Regions from separate parts of the Sus scrofa genome. Here all the other regions are linked to region 2. The links are chromatin contacts, called in public Hi-C maps. All regions are on one chromosome and are shown on one strand. Each heading gives the region's core, a stretch centred on a gene start, on an enhancer-like site or on the middle of the called end of the contact. The rest is flanking DNA. Distances are from core to core; before and after follow the strand shown.

Region 1 (2,700 bases), core at 180-2,679, 170 kb after region 2:
GAACATGGGGCAATGGTAGGTGTCTAAGTGTGTGTGGGGACTGGGCTCACCATGGCCTCACCTCATCGCCGCTGTACTGCTTCAAGCAATGCAGGAGGCGGCAGGTATTGGATAACCAGAATGACGTCATCTCAAAGTCATCATTGTGCTTCTGTGAAAAGAAAAAGCCATTCCTGGTCATAAGTCAGTGGTTCCCATCTGGCCAAATGCTTACCTGTTTCATTCTCTCACCTGGCAGGCCCTGGCTAGTCACAGTCAGGAGATGAGAGCTACCGCCACAAGAGCTACTGCTCATCCACTACTGGGTATGACACACAACCCTGTTCTGGTACCCTGATTGGTGGCACACACATGCATGTACATGCGCGCGCACACACACACACACACACACACACACACACGGCAGAAAAACTGTTTCTGTGGCTATGACTATGAAGCCAGGCGATACAAATGAGCTTGACTCCAGCTGCTCTGTTCTCATCTATCAATGACCCAACACCAGGGGTGTTGGGAAGATGCTGGTGAAACGTTCTGGCATTGCATTTACCTAGAGGTCAGCTGTCATTTATTTCCCTCTAGGGCTGGAGAGTCTGGAGAACTTCTTCCCGCAAAACCCAGGCTGAGAGAAGCAACGGTGAGCTGCTGGCTTCACTCAGTTCCCCACCAACCACCGTCGGCCTGGACACTGACCTTGAGGACTTTCTTGATGCCGTTGATGGTGGAGGTCAGCAGGGAGTGCACCTTGAGGTCATCGTTCACGTAGTCCGCGTGCCTGATACACATGTAGAGGATGTAGGCTGGGAGGCAGGGCACTGTGCCCGCCAGGGCCTGGGGCTTCAGCTCTAACAGCAACAGACCACAAGAATTAGAGTCAATGCCCAGAGCTGGAAGAGCCCTGGCCCAAAATACACACTTTCAATATCTTCCTGTAGCTCCTCGCAGGGGGTTGGGAGAGGAAAAGGGCAGAGATTGCCCTGGATACACAGATTCCTGATACCCCTGACTACTAGGAGTTTTAGAAACTAGGTAAAAGCCCCAGACAAAAAGCATGTTCCTAATTGTTTAAAACAGGCTTCTCATGCTTTGTCCTTACAACCTAGAGGAAAGAATCCACAGGTGGCTCCCTGCCAGGTTCACACACAGGCCAGGTTCACCAAGGAGGGGCCTGAGGCCAGAGGGCCACTGAGGATGGGAGCTGCTCCCTGATGGGGCCCGGACTCCCCACCCCCCGCCCCAGTACATCCCTTCCTATCGTGGACACAGCAAGAAGGAGGGCTCACCCCGAAGATACAGGCCACGTGCCAGGGGTTGGGAGAGCTGGAGCAGCCTCTCACCCACTTGGCTGTCAGTTCGGAAACTATGTGGTGGCCCCTTCCCGGACCTGCTCAGAGCCAGCAGATCCAGCAGAGCACTGACTGGCCACAGCCGTGCTCTCCTCCCTAGCGCCACCGCCTGACCTGCGTCTCACCGGCCTCCCACTTGGCTGGAGCTCATGCGGCTCTAGTCAGGGACAGCTGCGGCCCTGTTGCCCCTCACCCCCTCAGCTCTCTTCCAAACCCTCACCACACCCCCTCCCAGGTGCACACTGGCTGGACTGGAAGAACCTGTGAGCTGCCCCATGAACTGCAGACTCCTGCTCAGCCTCCTGGTCCTTCCCTGCCACAGCCCTGGAGGATCAGGGAGAAGCTGTCAGGCTGCTCTCCATTCTAGAGGAAGCCCACAGAAGCAGTAGCCCAGGCTCAGAGCAGGGAGTGCTGGTAGAACCCTGGGGAAGGAGGAGGAAAGGGCCAGGGACAGGAACGATGTACTCGAGGCCCTGGGCCTCAGACCCCAGGCCTGCCCACTTCGGCCCCAGCGCTGGATCCCCAGCCCTCGCCTACTCTCTCATTACCTCTGCCCCTAATCTTCACCCAGCCCAGGCCTTACAAGCCACCTCTAGGCTTGGGGAGGCAATGAGGGAGGCAGGCTGGGGAGGGGAAGGGGCAACAACCTCAGATCTTCCACCAGGGCCACCTAGGGTGAGGGCTGGGCACGTGCTGCCAGCATCTCCAGTGGGCACTTGGCCTCAAAAACACATACAGGCATAATACTCCAGGTACCTGGAGCATCTCACAGGCTCAGCAAATGATTGTGGGTTGGCCCTTGGCTCTAATTAGAATGCCATTAACATTTATCCAGAAAGATGTGTTTTAAGGCCCAGACTTCAATTCTATAGCTTCTTGCTTTGAGCGTGACTCGTGTGCAGATGGTAAACAGCTTGTCCTGCCTTGGAATGCTCAACTGTGATTTGAGTCTCGATTCCCGTAGCAGCTACATGGTAGAGCCTTGAGCGCAGGTACCACCTCTACTTTTCTCCACGGTCCACAGTAACCAGCCAGCACCGGGCCCCTAGGCTGAGGCTCGTGAAGTCCTGGCATCCGTGTGGAGGGGTCTTGAGGAGGGAAGGGGACCAGGCAGCTTAGCAGATAAGCTTTCCTGGGGCCACCTGAGCAATGACCGAGGGAAGGAGTAACCCCTCTGCTGGCACGAGCAGTCTCCACTGTCATTTTCTTTTTTACTCTGATGCTGTGAACTTTGAGTTTCATTCATCAGAGAATAAAAGTGCATCCCTAGCGGTGGTTGAACAAGATCAGCCTGTTTAAGGGAGTTTGAGGTCCACTCTTATCACATTTAGTTGTCAGGCAATTATAGGGAAATTTA
Region 2 (2,700 bases), core at 174-2,673:
TTTTGAAATTGCTCTTAGCAGAAACACTGCTATTAGGGAAAAAAAAAAAAAAAAAAAAAAAGAAGTAATCCATCAGGGAGAAAACACACATTTGGGGTAGTAAATCTTCAGATGCTTGTTTCAAAATTCAGTATTGGGAGTTCCTGTTATGGCTCAGTGCTTAACGAACCCGACTAGCATCCATGAGGACACAAGTTTGACCCCTGGCCTCTCTCGGTGGGTTAAGAATCCATCATCGCCTTGAGCTGTGGTGTAGGTTGCAGAGGTGCATCGGATCTGGCATTGCTGTGCTGTGGCATAGGCCAGCGGCTATAGCTCTGATTGGACCCCTAGCCTGGGAACCTCCATATGCTGCAGGTGCGGCCCTAAAAAGACATAAATTCTGTATCATCATAAGTTTATTCTGAGTCTTGTGAAGTGGTCAATAACAGAAAGTCAATTTAAAGAAAGGACAGTGAGCTATGAAGACATTAAAATAGAAAAGACATTTGACTGGTCAGAGACAACTGGATCAATGGAACAGAATAGCAAGTCCAGAAACAAACTCACTTACATATGGGAATTTAATATATGCTGGGTTTCCTAAGAGGTCCTCAGTGTGCATGTATGCCCCGGGGCAGACTGCAGGTACAGCCCAACATCACTACAGCATTCCAGGCCTGGATTAATAAGACACAGGTAGATAAATACTGAGAACACTGCACAAGAATCAGAGGTGGTGGAAGGCTAAGAGCTGGGTGGAACAGTCTCGATGGGTGTCAGGGCGTACCCAGAAGCCAGGGAAGGAGCTAGGAGGCCAGCATTCCAGCTCCATCAGCACCATTATTTACAAGTGAAAATCTGACCCTATGGGTAAAAAATGGGAGCCCCTAAAAAAAGAAAAAAGAAAAAAAGAAAAGAAAAAGACAGGAGTACCAGTTGTGTCTTAGTAGTAAGGAACCCACCTAGTATCCAAGAGGATGCTCAGTAGGTTAAGGATCCAGTAGGTTAAGTAGGTTAAGGATCAGTAGGTTAAGGATCCAGTGTTGCCATGAGCTCTGGTGTAGGTTGCAGACGCGGGTTGGATCCTGCATTGCTGTGGCTGTGGTGTAGGCTGGCAGCTGCAGCTCTGATTCAACCCCTAGCCTGGGAACTTCCATAAGCCCAGCGGGTGCGCCCTAAAAAGAAAAAAAGAAAAAAAAAAAAAGTTGGGAGCCCTTCATAGGTAAAGGGAGGCAGCAGTTCTGACCACCCCTAAGGTTGGCGGGTGATGTTAAGCCTTTGGGGGGACTGACCTGGTTAACTTTCGGGGTTTCTGGTTTCGGCAGCCAGAAGAAGTCAGACAATGAAGCACCTCGGGGGAGGGGGGGGGTGCTGCTGAGGGGAACGAGGGTGGAAGTACAGAGAGGAGCCACTAGGCGGTGTCAGACAGCTGCAGGGCGTGGGGAGGCTGCAGGAGGCCCTGGCTTCAGTCTAGCGCCGCCTCCAGTCCCCGCTGCCTTCCCTGTGACTCAGGTTGCTGGGGGTGAGCGGTGGTCCGAGGCCCGGCGGCTAATCTGTGCTCTGCTCCGCTCCATCTCCTCTCGCGAGCCTCTGGGCCCTCCTCCCTTCTTTCCCCTCCCTGCCCTCGCCAGCCCCTTCTGCACCCGCTTTTCTCCGCATCTCTCTTCCTCCCCCATTTCCAGGAGCTCCAGCAAGGAAACTTAAGACCCAATGTTTTTTTGTCTTTGATCTCTTTTCGCGGAGGGCAGATTTAACCACTTCCCCAGGGGATGGCCTCGGGATATGGGCAACCACTCGCCACTGGGACCCTGGAGCACGGTGGGGCTGGGGACCGCTGCTTCTGAGTGGCTTTTAACCCAGCTCTTCAGGACCCCCCCCCCGCCCCCCACCCCCGGTGACGTGAATGTGACATACCCTGAATGAGCCACCACAAAGAGACATCCACATAAGCTCAGGTTCTGCCGGGCTTTACAGATACAGGGCTGACTTTCTGAGAAGAGCAGGACCCGTCTTGTGCGGAAGTAGACGGACCTAGTTCGAGTTCTTAATGCCATTAAGTCTGGAGTCAGGATGTTTGGGAGAGGGGTGTCCGGTATTGGAACGACTATGGAGGAGAGTCCTGGGAGGTTTTAGGAGTGAGGTCTCTAGATTCCTTTGGAGCTCTATTTCGGCTTATTTTGTTCCGCGATAAAAGGCACTCAGGGAGGTCAGCGGATGAGCTTAGAGAATTTACAAAACAACAAGAGAAAGAGATAAAACGCCACCCGGGTGGGGCTTGACCTCTGCAAAGGCATCCAGTGCCGGACCCCCATGCCTGCAGCCAGCAAGCCAGGGCAACTGCTTTCTGCCATCTCAGCTGTTGATGATCGTGGGCCAACCATTTCCATCTTTGGGTCTCAGAGTTCCATCCAGGTAGGGTGAGGTTAGGCCTTCCTGGCTTCCAGAGATGGGATCTGTGTGCACTGCAAATGGGGGGGGAGGATCTCTACACACCCGTCTTGGCCAATCACAGCCTCTGCATCTGTGTACACTTTTTTTTTTTCCTTTCTTTCTTTGGAATTAACTTAACTCATAGGAATGTTACTGATAAGTATGCCTCTTCTCCCCTTTTTTAAAAATTGTTATTTGAAGATGCTAAGTGCCTGGGGAATGAGGCCTGGATATTCAGGACTTGGAGGGTTGGATTCAGTGTTGGAGAAAAAGCATAGAGTGCCTCCT
Region 3 (2,700 bases), core at 92-2,591, 190 kb before region 2:
TGAGCCGTGGTGTAGGTCACAGGTACCGCACAGATCTGGTGTTTCTGTGGCTGTGGTGTAGGCCAGCGGCTACAGTTCCGATTCGACCCCTAGCCTGGGAACCTCTACATGCCGCTGGTGCGGCCCTAAAAGATAGAAAATAAATAAAATAAAATAGGTGCATAAAATTTAATTCCTGCCATCAAGAAAGTCTCATCCCAGTCAACAACAAACACAGGAACAATTTTATGGAACAAGTGGCAGAACCCAGTGCTGAGAGGGTCCAGAGGCAGAGCAAGGGCAAGAGGAGATGAGAGGAAGTAGGAGACAGAAGGTCTTTAAAAGGGAAAGAATTTTCATGCTGAACCTTGAGGTATGAAACAAGATTGTTTCATGAAAACGAAGGTGGGGGAGTGAAAGTGCTTTCAAAATCCAGACTTGTGCCAAGGAAGAGGGGGAGAGAGTGGGAGAGACTGAGAGTTTGGGGTTAGTTGATGCAAACTACTGCATTTGGAGTGGATAAGCAATGAGATCCTGCTGTATAGCACGGGGAACTATATCTAGCCACTTATGATGGAATATAATGAAGGATGATATGAGAAAAACAATGCATATATATGTGTAACTGTCACTTTACCGTACAGCAGAAATTGACAGAACATTGTAAATCAGCTATAAGAAAAAATAAAAATAAAAAACACCCCAAATTGGAGTTCCTGTCGTGGCGCAGTGGTTAATGAATCCGACTGGGAACCATGAGGTTGCAGGTTCGATCCCTGTCTTTGCTCAGTGGGTTAAGGATCCGGCGTTGCCGTGAGCTGTGGTGTAGGTTGCAGACACAGCTCGGATCCTGCGTTGCTGTGGCTCTGGCGTAGGCTGGCAGCTACAGCTCCGATTCGACGCCTAGCCTGGGAACCTCCATATGCTGCAGAAGCAGCCCAAGAAATGCCAAAAAGACAAAAAAAACCAAAAAAACAAAAAAAAAAACAAAACACCCCAAATCCAAACCAATCAAATATATCTATGTTAGGGGCTCACAAACTTCGGAGAAACCACTGAGATCTGTGAAGCAGATGGGATTTGATGCTAGGTGTTGGTTGCACGGGGATGGAGTAGCTGAGGTACTAAACCGGGGCTGATGAGGCATCCAGAGAAGCAACAGAAGGAAACGCCTTCTGACCACCCCGAGGTCAGAGGGTCAAAAGGAGTAGGTAGAGTTATCACAGCCAGGGGGCGGGGTCTCCCAAGAGAGACTAGTATCACAGTGTGTCTGACCCATAGCACTTGGAGCTGTGGTGAAGACAGCTTTCCCTGAAGAAGCTTCCAGAGACAGAGGAGGAGGGCCGATGAGCAACCCCCTGGCTTCTTCCTTTCTCCTGTGGCTTCCTGGCCATTGGCTGAAAGAGCAAAGAAGGCATACTGGATGATAAGGAGATTGTAACCACAGAAGCTGGGGGGGAACTGGGAGGCAAGCAGAAGAGGGTGGGGACTTCAGGATAGGGACATCAGAGGGGAGGTCTCCTGGAGACTTGTGACAAAGCGGGGGCTTACCAGCTCCTCTGGGACCTCAGGCTCTGCTAAGTTGGTGCTCGGAATTCTGAGAAGGCCTTCTCTTCACTGAAACTAATATGGGTACTGCTCTTACTGAGACTCTAACCTACCAATAGCAGGGACCATTACTAAGAGCCCTGTAGAGCAGCTTTCCTTGGGTGGGTGGGTCAGCCAGCCATATGGTGGCTGGGTGATTACATCAGGGCCCCTTTCATTAGGAAGGGAATAATGTTTTGTTTTGTTTTTTTTTTTTCCTTTCCAGCTGTCCCAGAGGCATAAGGAAGTTGATGGACCAGGGATCAATTCCCAGCCAGAGCTGCAACCTATGCCACAGCTGTAGTGATGCAGGATACTTAATCCACTGTGCCGGGCAAGGGATCAAACTGGCGCCTCCACAGAGACAATCCAGATCATTAGCCCACTGTGCCAGAGTGGGAATTTCAAATTTTTTCTTTTTTTTCTTTTTTCGGCCTTGCCTGAATCAAGTTCCCAGGCCAGGGATTGAACCTGAGCCACAGCAGTGGTAATGCCGCAACTTTAACTGCTAGGCCACCAAGGACCTCCTGGAAGGGAATAATGTTTTATTCCCACCAGAATAGCTAGCATTCTGAATATGGATTTGCCTTCTCCAGCTTTGACATGTAGCACCATCACCATCTATGAATTTACAGAATGCTTTGTACATCTAATGTATCCATACAACCTTACTTCTGACCAAGGAATTCATTTCAATAACTAATGATGGGTTCAAGCCCATGGAAATCACTGTTTTTACCAAGTGGCCCCTTTTGGCTTGAATGATGGAATAGAAAGATACAGTGCTAATTGGGACTAATAACCTGAAATCCTGAGATTTTGCCTTATAGGATGTGCAATATGCTTTGTATCAGTGACCAAAACATGATGCTACTTTTCCCGAAGATAGACCATAACAGGACCTAGGAATCAAGGGGTAGACTGGGAGTGGCTCCGCAATTATTACAATTCACCCATTTACAGAATTTTTGCCTGCTGTTCTTGCACCTTTAGAATCCATTGGTGTGGTGGTCTTAGTTTCTAACAGAGGGATGGTTCCATTTGAAGACGCCATAATGGTTCCATTGAATAGAAGTCGAGAGTGCCACTTAGTTATGAACTAGTGTTGGAGTGACTGATCCCAATTACTGAGGA

The links. A called contact is a pair of places that touch in the nucleus more often than the background predicts.
Region 1: a contact with region 2 is called in a Hi-C map of liver, with 1.9 times the contacts expected there. The contact joins two enhancer-like sites. A contact is called at or near these places in 1 of 5 promoter capture datasets (liver) and 3 of 47 Hi-C or Micro-C datasets (embryonic fibroblasts, epiblast stem cells and liver).
Region 3: a Hi-C map of omental adipose tissue shows a contact between it and region 2, with 1.8 times the contacts expected there. The contact joins two enhancer-like sites. A contact is called at or near these places in 15 of 47 Hi-C or Micro-C datasets (adipose tissue, alveolar macrophages, brain and 10 more).

What each region holds. Positions count from the first base shown.
Region 1 is chr1:99,429,677-99,432,376 of Sscrofa11.1, forward strand. MYO5B (unconventional myosin-Vb) reads right to left here. Exons shown (of 39, transcript XM_021093027.1): 33 at 691-842; 34 at 62-151. Among named protein-coding and RNA genes, the nearest start is that of ACAA2, 120 kb to the left of the region's middle. Within about 2 kb of position 1,430, at least 16 of the 83 cell types and tissues checked have an H3K27ac peak or open chromatin away from gene starts, as enhancers often do. A contact at or near this core is called in liver, where this site is marked.
Region 2 is chr1:99,260,883-99,263,582 of Sscrofa11.1, forward strand. No RefSeq gene overlaps it. Among named protein-coding and RNA genes, the nearest start is that of ACAA2, 49 kb to the right of the region's middle. Within about 2 kb of position 1,424, at least 17 of the 83 cell types and tissues checked have an H3K27ac peak or open chromatin away from gene starts, as enhancers often do. A contact at or near this core is called in liver and omental adipose tissue, where this site is marked.
Region 3 is chr1:99,069,335-99,072,034 of Sscrofa11.1, forward strand. No RefSeq gene overlaps it. Among named protein-coding and RNA genes, the nearest start is that of LIPG, 11 kb to the right of the region's middle. Within about 2 kb of position 1,342, at least 1 of the 83 cell types and tissues checked has an H3K27ac peak or open chromatin away from gene starts, as enhancers often do. A contact at or near this core is called in omental adipose tissue, where this site is marked.